Linked DNA regions of Arachis hypogaea: region 1 is linked to region 2. The links are chromatin contacts, called in public Hi-C maps. All regions are on one chromosome and are shown on one strand. The core of a region is the stretch at or near the end of the contact, and the rest is flanking DNA. Distances in the headings are between cores, read along the strand shown.

What was found. A called contact is a pair of places that touch in the nucleus more often than the background predicts.
Region 1: a contact with region 2 is called in a Hi-C map of an unstated tissue, with 2.5 times the contacts expected there. The contact joins the promoter of LOC140183129 here to the promoter of LOC112789518 in region 2.

The regions. Positions count from the first base shown.
Region 1 is chr3:12,055,311-12,059,136 of arahy.Tifrunner.gnm2.J5K5, forward strand. It overlaps LOC140183129, which reads right to left and starts at 1,852. Exons shown (of 1, transcript XM_072231150.1): 1 at 1-1,852. The coding sequence starts at 1,852.
Region 2 is chr3:11,885,422-11,888,761 of arahy.Tifrunner.gnm2.J5K5, forward strand. It overlaps LOC112789518, which reads right to left and starts at 2,010. Exons shown (of 10, transcript XM_072232383.1): 1 at 1,737-2,010; 2 at 1,343-1,474; 3 at 805-884. The coding sequence starts at 843.

The DNA.
Region 1 (3,826 bases), core at 602-3,101, 170 kb after region 2:
CGGGGTTTATGCCTGGCATGTCGGCCGGTGTCCAAGCAAACAAGTCGGCATTGGCCTTGATCATTTCTACCAAGGGTTCCTTCAGTTCTTGCGGAAGATTTCTATTGATAAAGGTGAACTTGTCCTCCGTGTCGCCGATCCTAAACTTCTCCAAGTCCCCCTCCGGTTCTGGTCTGGGTTTGTCGTCCACCCTGGCGTCCAAGTCGGCCAGGAACACCCCTGATGCTTCTTTGGATTTCTTCCTTAGGGAGAGGCTGGCGTTGTTGCAAGCGACCGCCGTCTCCAGGTCTCCCCTTATGGACCCTACAGATCCGTCGTCGGCAACAAACTTCATGATTAGTAGCTTTGTGTTGATTATTGCCTCAATATCGTTAATCGTCTTTCTCCCCAAAATGATGTTGTAGGCCGTAGAATCTCGGAGAACCACGAATTCTGCCATTGCCGATCTTCGACCTTGGACTTGTCCCACGGAGATCGGCAGGGATATTATTCCATCTGGCTTGATGAAGTGGTCGCCCAATCCGATGACCCCGTGCTGATGAGTCAATAGGTCGGCATCCTTTAACCCCAGGGCGTCGAACACGTTGCGGAACTTGATGTTGGAGTCTGCCTCCGTGTCAACGAGGATCCGATTTACGAGCCCTGTTCCTACCCTGGCCGTAATGACCATTGGTGGGTTTTCGGGGGCTTCGTCGAGCCACTGATCTTCCGGGCCGAATGAGATAGACGGGGGCTTCTTGGAGCTTCGCACTGGCACGAGGGAGACCGCCAGGACCTTGGCGTCTTTCTTGTGTGCCGATCTTGACTTTGGTGCCGCGTTTTTGGCGGTCACTACATTTATCACGGTGAGACCGTGGTCTTTGTCTTCTGGCTCTTGTCGTCGCTTTGTCGACCGGGTCTTCCCTTCTTCGTCCTGGTCCCGATGCCGCCTCCTCGGCTCCCTTATTAGATGGGAGAATTCTGAAAGTTTACCGTCCCTGATGGCTTGTTCTAATGCATCCCTCAGGTCAAAATAGTCCTGTGTTTGGTGGCCATAGCCCTTGTGGTAGTCACAGTAGAGGCTCTTGCTTCCCCCCGTACGGTCCTTGAGTGGTCGAGGCTTCGACAAGATCCCTCTCTCAGCTATTTGTTGGTAAACTTCCACGATGGGGTGGGTGAGCGGGGTATAGTTTGTGAACTTCCCGATTCGGGGAAACGGTCTGGGTGCTTTGCTCAACCCTCCCTCTTTGGCCTGTTCTTTCTGCCTCTCCCCGCTACCCTGTTGCCTTGGTTGATTGTAGCCGTAGTGCCGTTTGTTGGCGGCTACGACCTGACTGACTTCCTCGTCATTTATATATTCCTTAGCCACCGTTTGGATTTCGTGCATCGTCCAAACCGGTTTCGTGGTTAGGTGTTTTCGGAAGTCTTCGTTGAGGAGGCCGTTCGTTAGACAGAGGCTGGCCACAGAGTCGGTTAGGCCGTCGATTTCCAGACATTCGTCGTTAAACCGGTCCAGGTATTTTCTGGTCGGCTCTCCTTGTCTCTGGGTTATCCCCAGAAGGTTGATTGGGTGCTTTGCCTTTGCTATTCGTGTTGTGAATTGGGCTAGGAAGGCACGGCTAATGTCCGAAAACCCATGGATAGATTCCCGCGGTAGGCCGTTAAACCATCTGATCGCGGGTCCTGCCAGAGTCACCGGGAAGGCTCGGCATCTCACCTCGTCCCCTACTCCCTCCAGATTCATCCTGGCTTCGAAGGCCGTGAGATGTTCCAGAGGGTCTTGAGTTCCATCGTATCTCATGTCCGTTGGTTTGTCGAAGTGCTTCGGCAACCGGACTTCGAGGATGGATCGGTGGAACGGGATGGCGCCCATTATCATGGGTTACCGTGTCCTCTCGGACCTCTCTTCCCCGTCCTCGCGACCTCGTCCCGTGCGGCGCGTTTCCTTGCCTCGGGAGTAGATGATTGTGTCGTTTCGTCTTCTCGGGATGGGTGATTCTTCATGGGTACTCTCCGCTTCCGTTCGAGATGCAGAGGCGCGTCGTAGACGGCTTTGACGGGAATCTCTCTCTTGGCTTTCAGGGGATGGGGAGTAGCTGGGATCGGTGGTTCGTCGGTCGTGCTCCTGGTCGGCCAGTTGCCGTTCCAGGTTTTGGACCCTGTGGCGTAGCTCCTGCGTTATTATGGCGCTGTCGGCGCCCGTTCTCCCGAAAGGTCGTGTCCTTGCGTGTGGTTCGGTGCGTTGTCGGGGGGACCTCCGCCGCCCCCTTAGTGAGGCGACGGAGGCTGCCCCCTCTGCTCCAGCTCCTCGGCCTTGGTCTCCGGGACCCGGCACGACGTCCATTTAAACAGTCCCCACAGACGGCGCCAATGTTCGGTTGTCGGTTACCGGACAGTTCGGGTGGACGTTTGAGGAGGTGAGAACGCTTCAATCGTGATCGTACTGGGTTCGGAAATGCCCGGTAGCCGAGCTCTCGTTGTGGGAGGAAAGAGGGGGTGCCACCTGCAAAGACACTCCGACGCTCTAGTCAGCTAGTGTGCAGGCGGGAAAATGGTAAGGTGGAAAAGTGTAACATACCTCGAGGGAAGGGCAAGTCCTTCCCTATTTATACCGTGTCAAAGGTGGGCCCTAGGGGGACAGACCCATTTTCCCCGAAGCTTCCTCGATCGTGTTGATGGAATGGTGAGGACGCGTGTCCTGGCACCGTGGCAAGTGCTGAGGACTCGGCCGCTCGGGTCGGATTCTCGACGGGTCGGGCCGACCCGTTCGTGGTCTGGGCCGGACCGTAACAACATTAATAAAATGTGAGTATGTATATATATAATATTAAATTAATTTTGTTATTATGATAAATATTATATGTATAAATTTTTTTGTCAATAAAATTTAATCAAATTAATTTACTATTAATAAAAATTATTCTCACCACTCTCACTCTCACTCTTATTTATTCATTCAAATTTTATTAATTAATTTAATTAGACGTAATTAAAAAAATTATATGTGTAATATTTTTATTATTAAATAATTATTAATATTTAAAAATATAAATTAAATATATAATTAAATTATCAAATTAAAAAATTAAATTAATAATTAAAAATAATAAATTCTAATAATTCTTTAAATTTTTTGTACATATTTTTTTATAAATTCTTACAAATATGGCTGAAATTTATATTTGATCGTCTAACATGATTTAATAATGGAATATTTCATATTTTATCTTTATATAATCATGTTGAGGCCTTGAAAACAGTAATTTAAGAATCCCCAAATTGTTAATAGTGCCAAGTTCTTAAAGTAATTAAGAAATTTGTGAAAAATGGAGAATGAGTTTGGACGGTGGAAAGTAGGATGAGTATTCCAAGCTTATCTTAGAGGTAAATATGAATGTGAATGTGAATGTGAATGTGAATGTGAACGTGAATAGTGAAGACACCGGAGGGACCCTCAAATAATAGCTCGAAAGTATTGTGTAGGAGATTCCAATTATGAGATGTACTTCTTTAGATACTTAAAAAAAAAAAATTCTCTCTCTCATCTTTAGGTTTTTTTTTTCCTTTTATTTTCGGTCATGGATCTAGATCTCAAATAATGTTTTTGTAGTTATTTTCTTTTTTTTATGGTGTATTACTGTATTAATCTCTTTTATGAATATTTTAGATGTATTATTACAAGTTTAAAATAACAACACAACGAAGAGAATTTTTCATCCATAAAAATATTTTAAATTTAAAAAACTTTTTAATTTATTCAAAAAAAAAGAATATTTTTTTTGTGTAAAATTAAAAATAAAAAATTTAATTTATCTTTATTTTTATCTTATAAAATTTTTTATAATCT
Region 2 (3,340 bases), core at 760-3,259:
TAGTATAAACACATTCTAAAATGTAAAAAACTAAACACACAAAAAGAAACAAATGGACCTTTTGTTAACTTTGTTTTCAAACTTTTTAAGATTTCTTCCTTTCTTAAGTATCAAAAAATTTTAGGATTCTAAATACTAGTTAGGACCTTGGGGCTATATCTTACTCCATCAGAATCAATGTCAACATTTTCTTCAATTAGTATTGCAAGTTTTATGCAGTGATGACAGAGTCCTTTGGTTCCATTGATAACTACAAACTCAGCATCACATAGGCAACGCCCACAAACAGCATTTGGGCAGCAAAAGCATCTAAACTTGGAGGTTTTCTGGCAAAGTGAGCAGATATGTGAATCTGCAAAAAGAATTTGTCTGGAAGTCATTTAATGCCGAATGGACTAACATACATTTTAGCTTACCATCTCAAATGAATTGCCAAGCATACAAGAAAGCACATTTCTCATGACAATAAAGACATGTTCTTCAATAACACAAAGCTCTGCCAGACTACCACCTCGTTAAGAAAATAAAATACATAACATATGCCATCTATGAAGGTTTAAGACGTATCGAATACCAAATGTTTTAAAGGACGTCTGGGATATTCAAGATACGCAAGTTCGATGGTAAAGATTGAGTTAGACATAAGCATCTGCAGATTAAAATATTATGGTAGGAAATGACATCTTCATGTTGGAATCCATTGCAAGAATATGTACCATTTGAAAAAAAATGAATAACTAAAGAAAGAAAGAAATGTGTTCGAATACCTTATATAGACCATAGAGATAAAGTGAAGCAGCTTACCACAAGTAAAATTTGTGTCAGCCTCCAAAAAGGAATCATCTTCCTTCACACAAGAAGGATGATAAGATTTAAGGCAATCCCTACAAGAAACATGGATTAACCATCAAAATGAAAGTTACTCACAGAACAAAGTGTACCTTTATAAAATGTTCCTAATCCAGCTTCATCATCATTAACAAGCATACTAGTGACAGTGATGTGCTTGGTTACACTATATCAGATATTTCCAAGTATACTACAATATCAAAGTTTACTACTTATTATTTACTATTAAGACAAACTAGGAAATTCTAATTTTCTCCTATGCTTAATGACTACCAAGAAAGATGAAACTCGGTGTATTTAAAAAGAAAAGAAAGGAAAAAACCCTAAATCATCAAAGCAATTATTTTAGCACGGAAATAACCACTGATAACCCTGGATCATCAAAGTAATGGAAAAACTTTGTGCATGCTAAAAAATGAGCAAAATCATGGATTCTCATTTAACCAAAACAAAAATGAAACAGCATCTAAATAATTTATGTTGCTGAACTTACCCATAATCGCACACCCTCATCAACCCACCATCCTTGCACACAAAACACCAATCTTCAGCAACTTCCTCCTTTTTAATTTTGGATTTTTTCCCCATCTTATTTCAGGTATCAACTCAGTTCATCAGCAGTGCTCTACAAGACACAGTTGGAGAAACCAGAAATGAAGAGACCAGGATGCATCATGCATTGCACTTAAAAGCAAGCCCCCAAAAAAAAAACTTTTTTCTTTTTGGAGAAAGTATGAACCTTTGAGAAACATGCATATGTGAGTGATGACATTCACCAAATTGGAAAAGGCAAGAGAAATTCAAATTAAGAAAATAAACATGCGAGGGTTTGTTCAAAAAAAAGGGGGGAAAAAATCACGGTTGCCAGCTGAGCAAAGCTTACTTACATTAAGAGGTATAAGAGAGTTTGCGTGTTGAAGCTGAAGTGATGGTGTGGCGCAGAGTGTGATCTTCCTCCTCTTCTTCTTATTCTTCTTCGAAAATCGAAACAGTGATGGTGAGTGAGTGAATGTTGTGTCAATACCTGACACCCCCGAAAAAGAAGAAAAGAAGTGTACGGATGGTAGTTTGTTGGGAGCACCAAAAAACAGAATGAAGAGAGAGGACTCCCTCACACTGGTGGGTAGTGAAGTGCATGCTGCCTGATGCGCATTAACAATCAACTACATTTAAACCCGAGCATATTTTTGTAGAAAGATTACATAAATTATTAGAATTTATTGTTTTTTATTATTAATATTTAAAAGTATGAGAAAAAATAAATCTTTAAATTATTAAACTAAAAAAATTAAGTTGATAGTTAAATAATAAAAAAAGTATTAAGAACCAATATTAATTGAGTATAATATGTACAATAAATTGAAAAAAAGTAAAATTAAAATAAAAAATTAAATTATTAATTAATTATTTAATTTTAAATTTTAAAATTTGAAAATTAAGATTAGTATTTAAATTCATTCACACTATGTACGGTTATTTCTAATCTTACAGTAACTTCTAATACACGTCTAAAACTCACCGTCATCTTCTCCGATTCTCACCTCGCGTTACTGAATTTCTCGTCGGCCATACCAAGGCCGCCGCATCCTCCCACCGACACCGTCCTCGCCTTCGCTAGTCAGTCCGATGCGCCTCTCCCTTTGACGCTCAGCTTAACGTTGCTGCCGCTATTTTTGTGCCTCTCTTCCGAACCGGCTTCGATTTTTCCCAATCCTTTAAACCTCTTCTCACCAATTATACCACTATGCTTTTCTTCTTTTTCGGATCCAAACATGGTTAGCTTTTTTCATGATTTGAGCCCTATGATTCATAACAGTGCCGCTTTTGTTATAACTAATCTTTTAAAATTATGTTTCACCACAATAATAGTTTCTTCTATTTATTCATCTTCTTCTATTTTAATGGTCAATTTAGGATGGTCATTTTAGTAGATATACAGATGGTTATTTTATTTTTATGTAGATGATTATTTTGATTAGATTGAGTTTAGTTATATATAATTAAAATATGTTAGATGTTCAATTCATTAAGTATGCGGATGATTATTTTTATCCTTAAGTGAATGGTTATTTTTATTAAGGGTGAGTGGCATGTGGCAAGCCAAGTAGCGATGGTGAAATGGGATGATTATTAATGAAGGTAGGGTGGCCGCCGGTTGAAAAAGAAGAGAGTATTAGAGGATTTCAGATGATTATTTTTCTGAAATAACTAACTAGATTTTTTAAAAATTTGAAATTTAAAATTTGATGTGAAATAACTAAATAAGAGTTTTTAAATTTATTATTTCGTGGGTAATTTTCATTTTTAACTCATTAAGGCAAATAAACAGCTGATTACACATTGTACAAATATTCCATTGACTCCCCAATGAGACTTTAAATAATAATCGATAACTCAATAACTTTTTTCTTTTTCTAATAAAATAATTTAAAATAGCAAGTTTCAAACTAACAAAAAATAATGTCGTGGTCTTAGACACACATTAATAATC